2 separate regions of the Mus musculus genome follow, and region 2 is linked to region 1. Evidence: chromatin contacts called from public promoter capture Hi-C data. All regions are on one chromosome and are shown on one strand. Each heading gives the region's core, a stretch centred on a gene start, on an enhancer-like site or on the middle of the called end of the contact. The rest is flanking DNA. Distances are from core to core; before and after follow the strand shown. Region 1 has its middle 58 kb from the start of Gm38811. Region 2 holds the start of Hoxa7 (homeobox A7).

What was found. Promoter capture Hi-C pulls out the DNA fragments that hold promoters and counts their contacts.
Region 2: a promoter capture Hi-C map of stem cell-derived epiblast-like cells shows a contact between it and region 1, with 6 times the contacts expected there. The contact joins the promoter of Hoxa7 here to the enhancer-like site in region 1. A contact is called at or near these places in 15 of 39 promoter capture datasets (the 3T3-L1 cell line, 3T3-L1-derived adipocytes, the C10 cell line and 9 more), 3 of 15 datasets of contacts at CTCF or cohesin (embryonic stem cells, large pre-B cells and pro-B cells), 40 of 484 Hi-C or Micro-C datasets (the C10 cell line, the C2C12 cell line, CD4 T cells and 25 more), 9 of 115 datasets of contacts at active chromatin or transcription factors (the NIH/3T3 cell line, astrocytes, bone marrow-derived macrophages and 4 more) and 4 of 9 other capture datasets (adipose tissue, embryonic stem cells, liver and 1 more).

Annotation. Positions count from the first base shown.
Region 1 is chr6:51,765,886-51,772,135 of GRCm38.p6, forward strand. No RefSeq gene overlaps it. Among named protein-coding and RNA genes, the nearest start is that of Gm38811, 58 kb to the left of the region's middle. Within about 2 kb of position 2,211, at least 109 of the 459 cell types and tissues checked have an H3K27ac peak or open chromatin away from gene starts, as enhancers often do. A contact at or near this core is called in the HPC-7 cell line, LSK cells, Th1 cells and 6 more, where this site is marked.
Region 2 is chr6:52,214,592-52,220,841 of GRCm38.p6, forward strand. It overlaps Hoxa7 (homeobox A7), which reads right to left and starts at 3,982. Exons shown (of 2, transcript NM_010455.2): 1 at 2,439-3,982; 2 at 1,032-1,439. The coding sequence starts at 2,814. The coding sequence ends at 1,126. Mira (mistral long non-coding RNA) reads right to left here and starts at 697. Exons shown (of 1, transcript NR_045199.1): 1 at 1-697.

The sequences.
Region 1 (6,250 bases), core at 961-3,460:
TCCTTTCAGCCTCCCTGTCTCCCAAAGTCAAGGCACACAATGGCACCAATACACATCACTTGTGATATTGCAACCCCTTCTTTCTCCTGGGTTGTCAGGGTCTAAATTGCTACCAGGTACAGAGACTCACTGTTCAAGCTTTGAGAGCCTCACTGATTGCAATGGATTCAAAACCCTCTCTTTAAACCAATCTGCTCTCTGTTCAATAAGCAGGGTTTCTTGAATCTCACTCTGAGAGCAGTAGGATGAGTGTGAGGTTCTGGACCAAGGGGAAGGTTGGATCAAAAGAGCTTCCGAGTCCCTTCCAGCCCTGCAGAGCTCAGTGGACAGTTATAATCTAATACGCTTTAGCGCTTACAATATGGTAAACACTTCCAGTTGTCTGTGCTTTAGGTCTCTTCCTTCCTCTAATTCTCACAATAGTGTTGTGAAGGAAGTGCCATCCCATTTTACAAATGGGGATGCTGACTGAGTCTTGGAGAATATATATGTATTGTAGGTCCAAAGGTTCAAGGTTACTAAGATGAAATAAGCAGGACTCAAATGCAGACTCTGTTTACAAGCTGCCTGTCCTGGCCTTTCCCTACCTGTCCTTGGCTCCAACCCTCACTCTCTGTGCTCACAGGCAACCTAAAACACCAGGGATTCCTCCCCAGGGTAGCACATTGGAATCACTGTGGGACAAACTCCTGCATCCTGACTCAGATTGGCTTCCCTACAGATACACATTTTGCAAGGTGCTTCTTTGTAACCCTGCCAGACACCTTTGTTACAACATGATGGGGGGCCTGCCCTGCTGGACTCCGGCCTTCCTATCCAGCTGGCATCACCTGGCTCCTTCAATTGCTCTTAATCCCGTTGTTTTTCAGGAGAAAAATATTTTGACAGCACAGAAGAATGGTACATCTGGAGGTCTGGGGTCCAGCAAAGCAGGGGAGCATCCTAAACAAATGGATTGACTGCTTCCGGCACCATCATTAACTTCTGCTCCAGGACTGACAGCTGGGACACAGGCAAAAGGAAACCTTTTTAATTTATAGTGAGCAAGACAAGTTCCTCCCCTTCCTCGACATCCCCACCTTCCTGGCTCATTTAAAGGGCCAGAGTCACTTGAAACAATAAAATCTTACATAGTTCTCTATGTGGAGCTTCTCTGGTATTTTCCGAAGCCCTAGAAAGTGTGTGTCAGTTCAAATACCATAAGATGGAAAGCATTTTTAAAATTTTCTTCAGGTAGTTAAGCTACAAGACCATTAAAAAGGATTGATGTAATTATTGAGGAACCTGTAAATTAAAAAAAAAATTAGATTGCAATAGATACACGAAGGCAGGAGAAAATACCTCTGCTTTAACAAGACCTATGTTTTCTCAGCAAGAATGAGTTAGCAGGTGGGAAATAAAGTTAATTTCAGTTTTATTAATAATATCTGATATGAAATGTTATAACTCTCCCTTCCAACCTTGCAGACAACTGGAATATTTATTTCTACTTCAGAAAAAACATGAGCGGCTGTTACCTTGAAGCAACACACACATTTAATTAAGGCAGGCAAGGAAAGGAATTGTGGCTGCATTTAAATCAGGCACGTAGAATTTAAGAGATCTGACCTTAAAAATGAAGAAAATATTATTGTAATTACTCCATTTGCTAAAAACAAATGATGTGACATTTGAATTTAAGACTTCTATCAAAAACATAGAGTGTCTTTAATCAGTTTGCACCTTTCGATTTTAATGGAGTTGCGCTTGGGCCACTGCATTCACAATTACTGAGGCTGGCGACTCCAAGCCTTTGAAATGACTTGAAAAGATTACCATTCATGGATTATTTATTAGCTCCCTGTGAGTGTATTTCCCAGAGTGGAAGTAGTGTACTATGCCAGTCTAGTTCCCAAGTTAAACTCTTTTAATTAACAGCACACTGTCCGTTGTTGCAAATGCGCCCCTGAAGTTGTGGGACATGTTGTCACGCTCTTCCCTCCACGTGGGTCTTTAGTGGCTGTCTTTGTTCTTCACCATCTCAAGCAGAGTCCTGATCACAGCCCTGGCGGCTGCTTCTGCTGCCGCCCTGGAAACACCACAGCTTGCAGGAATCAGGCTGCTTGGACAGACAGCGGATCTCAGCCTGCCTCAGCTCTCACTGATAGGGAGTGCCTGTCTCAGGCTCAGCAGAGAAGTCCGTGACATAGTGACACTTGCAGTTTAACCTAAACACACTTCCTGCCAGATAACAAAAATGTCACACGTGTGTCCCTGACAGCGAGCACAGAGCCGCAAGCCTGTGGCTGTGCTGCTGGCTGGCACGTGCTCTATCTGCCATCTGAAGCCTTCTGCTGCCTGCCAGGCTGTGGATCTCTGCTCCCCTGGAGCAGGGAAAGCAGTCCAAACAGACCTCCTGGCAGGAGGCAGGGACTACAATGTTGCAGAGACTGAAGACCTATGGTTAAAGCTGACAAAGGCGAGTGCAGCGAGCTTTTCAGGGCAGCTAAAACTTCTGTGGAATCAAAACAGGAATAAATAACTGTGGTGGTGGACCTGGAAGAAAGTGGTGCCTCGGGCTGGATCCTGCCACAGCAGAAGGCTGAGAGCAAGCCTGAGCTAGTGACACTCCAAGTCTGGAATTTGTCTTCTGAAATCCTGATTTCTGTGGTTGTTTGATTTATACACACTTCCATGCAGAGGTTATGAACGTGTGTGTGTGTGTGTGTGTGTGTGTGTGTGTGTGTGTGTGTTAACCCGAAGGCATTGTGGACTAATATATACTTTTAGAAAATCTGACATAGTAAAATTTATAGCGTTTACAAGTAATGTCTGGTTCCTTGCTTTGAAAATCTTGTTTCAGAGGACCCTTCTGGAAAATTCTGCCAGAACTACGTCTATAAAGCCCAATCTATAACTTGATGTGTGAAGTTTATTTACTAAAAGATAACTAATACTTGAAATGGGACTTATCTGTAGCTTCCCCCTGGAGAACAGACAGTAACACAAACAGGATGACCCTTTCAATATCTGTCACTTCAGACCCAAGTAAATGTAAGCGATGAAAATTTGCCCTAACTGATGTAAAAAAATGGATTTCATGTTACACAAATATGGAACGGAAGGGGTAGCAGCATAATAAACATGTTTCCTTGAGGGATTCCTACAAGGCTCAAGGAATGAATTTGGGGTACAGACAGGGCATGCTTTGAGGACCAACTGAGACCCTCTGAAACTGGGAGACCAAATGAATCTTCCCTTCCTTAAGTTGTGAGTCTCAGGACCTACCACCCACGAGATCCTTCAGCCTCCCTTAAGTGTTGGCCATCCCAACATCAACCTCACAAATGGAGTAACAACTGTACCTCCCTTACTTTATCCTTCGAATGGGACAGTTAGTTTTGGCTGGCTACGTTCATTCAACAAGAGACAAAAAATAGAAGCTAAATCTTTTGGGGACTGGAGGGTACTGTCAAATAAAATGAGGAGCAAAACAAGAGTATTTAACCCTGGTCCATTGCTGAACCCTTCTAGTAAGGATGCATTTAGTTCCAACCCTCTCTGGCTGTAGTAAGCAATTGCACATGGTGTGCGTTTCTCCTGGTGTGTCCCCTCCCAATTTGGTTGTCATTGTTTTATCTACAGCAGCAAATATTTATAGACACCCTTCAGCATGTCTTGATTGTTTCTCCTCTGAACATACTTCTAAAGGTTTTGGTGTGTGCTGTCCAATCCAGCCTTTGCTACCACCTGGAAGGTATTCACACCATGTGGCTGCATCCTGAGGGGCTGCAACATCATGTCATCCTTTGAGCTGAGCACCTGTACAAGGAACGCTGGAGTGGGCTACAGAGTGGGAGCAGGACCTTGGGGGAAAACCATGAGTAGGGCTTCTAGGGCTGGGGTCACTTGGGTGGACAGTGACCTGGTCTGAGGGTCCCAAGACCTGGGAAAGTATACTGGTATGACTCACACTATCACATAGGGTGCCTGCCTTGCTTTTAGAGAGACAGGGCATGGCACTCTCCACTGGAAGGATAGAATAAGGGAGATGCAGTCATTAGTCCATTTGTGAGGTTGGTGTTGGGATGGCGAACACTCAAGGGAGGTTGAAGGATCTCTTGGGTGCTAAGCCCTGACACACACAACTTAAGGGAGGGGAGATTCACTTGGGCTCCCAGTTTCACAGGGTCTCAGTTGGTCATGGCAGCTGGACTGGGTAGAGGAGGCTCCTCAGGTCCTGGTGGGCTAGAGATCAGGGGATCCTCTATGACCCTCTCAGGTGGACTAGGAATCAGGGGACCCGCTATGACCCTCTCAGGCATGTACTCTTATCACCCTCTTCTACCAGGCTTGTCCCATCTTCTAAAGATGCCATAGCCTCTTAAAAGCAGTGCCATCAATCAGGTGACAAATACTCAAAACAGAAGCCTGTGAGGGACAATTAAGATTCCATTCAGGACACCGACTTGACTGTTAAGTCTGTAGCTCAGTAGTGCTATGAATCACACTGCTGTTCAGTTCATCTCCATGACTGCTTTATCATGCAAAAACTTTATACTGGGGCTGGAGAGGTGACTTAGAGGTTATGAGCACTGTTGGCTCTTCCAGAGATCCTGAGTTCAGTTCCCAGCAACCACATGGTGGCTCATGACCATCTATAATGAGAACTGGTATCTTCTTTTGGCCTGTAGGCATACATGCAGGCAGAACACTGTATACATGATACATAAATAAATCTTTACAAAACCAAAAAACTTAATACTCATCCAGCAGCCATCTATGCCCTTCCTTGTAGTCCCCGACAAGGGCCATTTACCTTCAATGTCTATGATTTTGCCTACCCAGGGTACTCAATATGCATAGGATTGCACCGTGGTTGGCTTATTTCACTTAGAATGCTGCAACATATATTGGAATCTTTCCCTTTCTGGGGCAGAATAATAGTCTACAGTACCTATACAACATACCCTAGCCACTCACCCATCAAGGGGTGCTTCCCTCGGTCAGGCATTGTGAAGACCGCTGTGACTCATCACAGCATGGGCGTGCAGACACTTTCTTAAGGTGCTCTCCCCACCCCATCTTGGATGTGGAAGTCTAATCAGTGGTGAAATGATTGGATCGAAGCTTAACTTTATTATCTTGTACCTCTATGGAAATTTCACTTTTGGCTTTTGAGCCACGACTTTGCCCGCTGGCCTCACTTTTCAATCACACACCAAAGGCTGTAACATCCATCCTGTGTCTGTTTGCCGTGCCAATACCAAGGCACACTGAGGTAATCTCCAAGGATAACAAAGCTATTACTTCCGTTTCGGAGCCAGAGTTACATGTAAACACAAGGCACTTTGGGCAACTTGTCAAGACTTACCCGAAGGCCCCAAGATCAGGGCAGGACCCTGAGGTCACATCACAGGAAGTATTAGCCACTCACTCAAAATCCTTTGGTGACATCTATTTTAAAATACTGCGGTCCCTCTGAACCCAGTGCCTATCAGTTTATCTGCACGGTGAGCTTGACCGCTCATCTCTGCTTTCCCCTCCAGGGACTGCAAACACATAGAGAAATGTGAGTTCCAACTGTCCTGTTCCTCTCGCCTCTAAGATGGTAACAGATTAAATAGGATGGGCTGAGTGGCCATACTTCTTGTAAAGTTATCCCCAGAGATGAATGTGCGTCGTGGCTCTGAGGCGTTGGTGGCGTCTGCAGTGTAACTAAGGTTGACAGACTGCCTGCATGTGGGTGGCTGTCTCCTTTCCAGCTGTGACCGGCTGAATTATATCACCTGTCCCGTTTGATGTATTAGGATATGCCCAAGCTCAAGACGCGTGTTGCCGCAATAGGGAAATTAATGTCCGCCACTGGAGGCAATTAATAATGATTAGGAGCAAAACAGCAGGGTTAAATCTGTGCACTTAGCAGTGTTCACACTCTTTTATGTTGTATTTCAGCCTACTTGCCCAAAGAAGGAGAAAAAGACTTTTGGGGGAGTTAGGACAAGCTTATCTTAATTAGCATGTAAACTTAGACGAAACATCAAAGTCTCTTTAATGAGACTGGCTTATTCATTACTCACATGATCCTTGTTTCCCAAGGTCAGAGAGCATCATACATAAAGAGTAGTAGACTGTAGAGATAAATATTGAGACTAAGTTGAGTAGAGAGTAAAGCTTTGGACTTTGGAATTGCATTTGATCTATGAATTGGGGTGAGAAAACTTCACCCTCTCTGTTTGGCAGTTTAAAAAACAGCAGCCAATTGGCTCAG
Region 2 (6,250 bases), core at 2,732-5,231, 450 kb after region 1:
TGAGGAGACAAGGGAGATGATGGCCCCGGTGGGTGCTGGACTTCCCCCACCCACTACAGAATTAGTTCAATACAACACACCATGCTACAAAGTCACCCCATTAAAACATCCTTCCAAAGTCAAGACATTCCTTTACAAATGAGCTCCAAGATTATAGAAATGACAACAACACAAAAAAAATCTGGTTCAAATATACAGTATTTGTCCTTGTAGGAAAAGTCAGGGTATACATATTTGACATGGCTGAACAGTAGGACACAAAAGCAAGGGGGAGAGGACAGTGAGTCTGGGAACATCTCCTTAGTCCCACAAAAACAAAACCCAGAGCTATTCCAGAGGATGGCAGCCAGCTCGGGAATGCTCCCCTCCTGAAGTAGGGTTAATGGCCCTGACCTTGTGTCAAAGCCAGAGAAAGAGGGATTCTAGGTTACAGCACTTGGTATGCTTTGGAATAAATATATTATTTTTCAATTTAAATAGAAGCCAATACCCTGGTCCCTGAACCTCATTGCCTTGTCAGTGAAGCCTTGGTGACCCCAAAGACTATCAGTTAGAAGCATCAAGGTCCAGCCTGGGAGGGATGGGCACCGAGAAGCAGGTGAGCTAGCCAGCACACAATAGGTAGTTTAGGGCTAGTAGTAGGTAGTATTGATCATGGTTTGCAGGTATTGGCCGGGTGTGTGATGGGGGTGGGGCAGGTGCTGGGTGTCTGCCAGTGTTGGGACATGAAGGAGGCTTCTTAGGAATGGTGGCCCACTGGGGCTGGGCCCATAGGTAGTTTGGGAGTGCCTCTCAAAGAGGCCTGTGCTAGGTAGTATTTTGGCTGTGCCTGCGCACAACACTGGCCCAGGGTTGTGGGTATCTACTGGGTTCCTCAGAGGCAGAGAGGGTCCCCAAGGTGACCTAATTTCCCTGGGAGCTAAAGTGGGTGATTGAATGGAATGAGGGTAGGAACTGATTCCCTCTTTTTTTCTTTCCCTTTCTTTTTTCTCTTTCTTTTTTCTTTCTTTCTTTCTTTTTTTTTTTTACACTTTATTTCCCCCCATTTTTGTAACTAAAATCAATGAGTCTCTTAAAGACGCTTTTCCAACTGTCCTGTGCAGCCAGGGTCCTGTGCCTGGCCCTTTACTCCTCTTCCTCCTCTTCTTCCTCCTCTTCCTCCTCTTCCTCCTCGTCCGCCTTGTCAGCAGCTGTGGAAACGGAGGGCACCGCGTCTTCCGGGGCTGCAGTGGGAGCCTGGCTCTCATCTTTATGCTCTTTCTTCCACTTCATGCGCCGATTCTGGAACCAGATCTTGATCTGGCGCTCAGTGAGGCAGAGCGCGTGAGCGATCTCGATGCGGCGGCGCCGCGTCAGGTAGCGGTTGAAATGGAATTCCTTCTCCAGTTCCAGCGTCTGGTAGCGCGTGTAGGTCTGGCGTCCCCGCTTCCTGTCGGGTCCTAGGAACAGAAATTTGGACATATAGATAGACAAAACAGACAAGCAGACTAGGATGTGGACAGAAGAGTGCTTTAGTCAGGCCAGCAGCCCAAGAACCTGCACCTTCCACCTTGCCCAAATCCAGGTGCAACCCTCATCACCCTCAATTGAGCTGGGGGAGGGAAATTGTGAGCGGAAGGCCCCAGGGCCAGACAAGCAAGAACATCTGTGAGAAGCCTTAGGGCAGAATTCCAACTTTACAACTGGCCTTTCCAGCCGGCTACGTTTCCACAATGTCCTGCTTCCCCCTGACAAAGGGAAATTGTCAATATAGAGTGTGGCAAGTGGGGGACTCTGCGCTTTTGCCATTCAAAGGCGAGCCTGGCTGCTCCCCAGCCTTGCTAGTGGGCGACCCTCATCAGCAGCCCCATCCACAAGACCTTCCTGTGACTTTCCCACCCTCTGTCCCATTGGCTTCAGCCCCGTTCTGGAAATGGCCTCTGGTACAGTGATGAGTGAGGGATCCCGGAGGTCTCAATTCTCCTTGCCTTTGAGAAAGAAAGCCAGGCCGAAAGAAGGGAAGGAGGGGAGAGAGAGCTGGAGTCAAGAAAGAGATAGAGGACAGAAAAGAGGGGGATAGAAAGAAAGACTGAGGGAGAGAAAAAGAGAGGGAAGGGAAGAAGGGGGAGAGGGGGGGGAGAAAGAGAGAGAATATGAGAATGAGAATAGCGGAGAAACTTATTGTAAAAATTCCAAGGCAAATGGAGTTAAATAAATTTACGAGGATCGAACCCATTAATTGGGCCATAAAAAGTTTTATGAGCCTCATTTACATACAATGCTACGGGTCTCTCCACGCTATGGCGCCTCAGCTCTAATTAAAACCAGAAAGGCAGCGCCACGGGGACTTGCGGGGCCGCCGGCTGGAAGCCGCCGGGCTGGGCTCTCTCAGCCCCCCGCGCCCTGCTCCCGCCCCTCCGCTCCTCCCGCTCGCCGACCCCGCCGACCACTGAGCCTACCTGAACTGCGCATCCAGGGGTAGATGCGGAAACTGGCTTCGGCCGGGCCGTGAAGCACGCCCTCGTCCGCCTTGTCGCAGGCGCCTTTGGCGAGGTCACTGCAGAGCCCGGGGATGTTTTGGTCGTAGGAGGCGCAGGGCAGGTTGTAGGCGTCGGCTCCCAGGCCATAGCCGGACGCGAAGGGGCTCTGATAGAGGGGGCTGTTGACATTGTATAAGCCCGGCACAGTGGAGGCGAAGGCGCCGGCGCCCGGCCCGTAGCCGCTTCTCTGCGAGTTGGGTGCAAAGGAGCAAGAAGTCGGCTCGGCATTTTGGAAGAGAGAAGCCCCCGCCGTATATTTGCTAAAAAGCGCGTTCACATAATACGAAGAACTCATAATTTTGACCTGTGATTTGTTGTCCGGCAGCTTTCAGTGTCGGTTTTACGAGGTAGCGTGATATATGATAACATTACACCCCCAGATTTACACCAAACCCCATTTTCTTTTGGACGGAGCTCGCCGCGGCACGTGACCGCCCACATGACCGCCTCCGCCAATCTCAGCAGCCCTCACAGGTGGTCCCGCGCCACGGGCCGCCTGCCTCCTAGAATGGAAGGGGAAGAGGCTCACAGACGCGGCCTGCCTGCACCGGGCTGCCAGGGCGCCCGACGCAATCAGACCCCTAGGCTCCGCCAGAGCCCCGTCCCAGCCGCCGAAGCCTGGAGGCAGGGATCTCGCCCCCTCCCCCGACAACCTCATACCTATTCCTGAACCCCAGATCCACTGTGTGGATTCCCCCTGTTCGGGCCCTCTCTGAGGGTCCAAGACCCAGGGTCTCTGTAACCTGTCCGCCCAAAGATGGTCTAGAGAGGGAAATCCACTCTTTGCCCACCTCTCTCTATAAGCAGGGAAACCTTTAAGACCTGATTTGATGCTCCAGCGCCAACACCGCAGGCGCGGTGTCTCCTCTAGCCGAGCGGAGAGACCGCTGCCACAAACTGGAACCATGTGGTTCGAATAAAGTCAACGTCTCTCAGCTTCCTTTCTTTAATCGGCGGCGCACTGTTTATCTGCCCTAAAGGAAGCAGTGAAATATTTATCTATTAATGAGCCTCATTTGCCAACAGATATACTAACATGGGATTCCTTTTCTCCTCCCGGACACTGCGGCCCTGGCAGTTTCTCTGCATTTGCTCCTGGGCACCTGGCTGGCTGGCAGCAACTCCAGAGATAGCTCAACACCCGCTTTGTCCTTGCCACAACCCCTAGTTACCCCCTAGATGACAAAAAACTGGGGTATCCTCATTCAGTTTGGGAGAAACTCGGCTCCACAAATTTTAAAACACATCCGTCATACACTCCTGGCGGCTCTCAGGCAAGCAAGCCTTCCACCCTGTGGGCCGGTAACAGTTTTAGAGCTGGATTAGAGACAGGAGAGGTAATCTCAGGACCTGGGTGCTGTAGCTCATTGTGGAACCCCAGTTCTTTAGGAGACAATAAAAGCGAATAAGGGAGCCCTTTCTAGGGGCCACCCAGATCCCGCGGCTTCACCTTTCTAAGCACTGTGTGCTTGCTAAGCACAGCCTCGTTCTCTCCCAAATAGTAGCCCACCCTGGGGGCTTACCTTGCTGGGCTTCAGACCCCCTCCCCCTGCAATGATAGGTCGGGTGAAGGCTCTGCTGCCCAACGCTCTCTGGAGGATATTTGGGTGAACCCTTCCCCTAAACGCCTCATAAACTGCTCAGGCCATGCTGGAAGACTGGCGACCTTTTACTGCTCAGCTCGATTGCACATCATAAACCCGACTTCACAATGGAATTGCCCCGGAAATTCTCCTCTAAATTATAGAGTTTGGTTCCTGGTGTACAAAGCACTTTCTTATCACTTTCAGTGGGTCCAGGCTGCCTCCACCTACCCCACCCCCGTTTACCGCATCCTCTCAGGGGGGTCTTGGAAGCACAAAAGACAGAGGGATGTTCAAATCCCGCTGGAACGAACCCCAGCTCCTACCTAGTAAAGGGCTCAGGTTTTGGTGGGGAGGAGGGCAGGTGGGAGCTGGGCTATCTCCCCTGGAGCATAAGGACCCTAAGGCGGCAATATCCGGGATCCACTTTATGGTGGACCAGGATGGGAAACAGAAGAGGTGAAACAGGGAGGGGGTAGAAATCGAAATAACAGTGTCTTCTAAGAGAGAAATAAAATTCTAAAATAGCTAAAAGAAGATGAAGCAAACCAAAAGAAGGCTAGGAGATCAAAGAGGCGAAATTAGACTGCTTTAGACCAATAAATTGTTCCTGGGGTGACACAGAAGGGCGCACAGTGAAAGGCCAGGCAGGCCCAGGCGGTCTGTCTAGACTCAGGAGACTGGAGCAGTCCAAAGGCACGTGTCTAAAGTGGAACTTCTCTTTAGAAGGAGACCTGACAACCAGAGTTCGGAGTTGGGTTGAACAGGAAAAACACGACACTAACACACCTAGGAAGGTCATCTGAATTTGGCCTGAAAGGACTAAGTGGTTCCCACAAGAGACTCTGTGCTAGTTTGCCAAGGCCAAATAGGTCCCAAATTCTGCTGTTTTCAAGGTCTTGGCACTTCTGGGCACAAGTCTTCCCTCTGAGTGGGATTCAAGACTCACCAAAAACCCTCACTTCGTTTCTGTGTCTCTTTTCCCTTGGCAGACTTTGAACAAAATCAGACTCTCAGCAAGGCCTATTTAATTATATGTTTTCTGACTGTTGGCTCCCTACTTATTTAATGGAAATGTATCTGTTATGTGTGAAAATATTCACACACTATTGAGCCCAGACCCAGTTTTTAATCTGCTATCTAAATATTTCCCAACGCTGTCCCAGAACTAGCTTTCAAACCTACTGCCAGAGTTTGTTTCCTCCGTTTCCTGTGGCCAGATAGTCCTCAATGTTTAAATCTAGGTTTAGAATGTAAACGCAGACCTTTGCAGCAAAACGGCGCCTTCTAGAGAGTCCAGTGGTGCTGAGTTTGGGGGACTTTGAACCTTTCTAGTCTCCTCCCCTGAGAAGATGGTGGGCTTCAGCTATTGGGCTTGGAGACTATGTCCCCCGACTTAGTGAAAGGCGCCTGACTTGGACGCGGCCACCAATTCCTACCCGAAGCGAATAAATAAGCCCAGTTCCTTGCCGGGTCTTGTCCGGACGAAGACAGCGACAGGCTGTGAAAAACCTCTCAGCAGCGAAGACCAGAGAGCAGCCTGCCCCGCCGCCAGTCGGCCAAGGGCAAGGGAGGCTGCTGGCCTAGTCATTTCACCAGGCCTCTGAGCTCCTGGAGGCCTGCACCTACCTAGGGCCTCTGTGATCCGTGGAGGGAAGCGGCTGCTGCCAACCAGTGACTTCCATTGTTAGAAAACTGGAGCATTCTATTTGTGCCCACTGCTCAGCAGTAACATAAATATAGATTTCTCAGGATTAGGATAGGTATCTCTTGGTGCTCTCTCCAAGAAGCTATAAAACCCTTCCTACAATCAGATGCTGTGAAGTAGCATGAATTACATACGGAAATATAACGAGGATATATGCCTGTAGTACCTACGTGTGTGCAGGAAGATTTTTTTTTAAGGGAGTAAGAGAGAGAAAGAGAGGGAGACCCAGGAGATACGTCAGCCAGGATCGAGTCCCTGGTTTTACAGCGCATTCAGCACGGAGATGCGAGTCATAAACATTTTGTGGGCTTGGCCGAGACTATTACGACCCAAATAAATGCACTGTACGGTCTATATTCACGGCGCTTCGAAGGGTTAGTTTTCTTTTTGCTCTTGTGTTTTCTTTCCGAAACCATCCTACCCCAGAGTCTGATCCCACA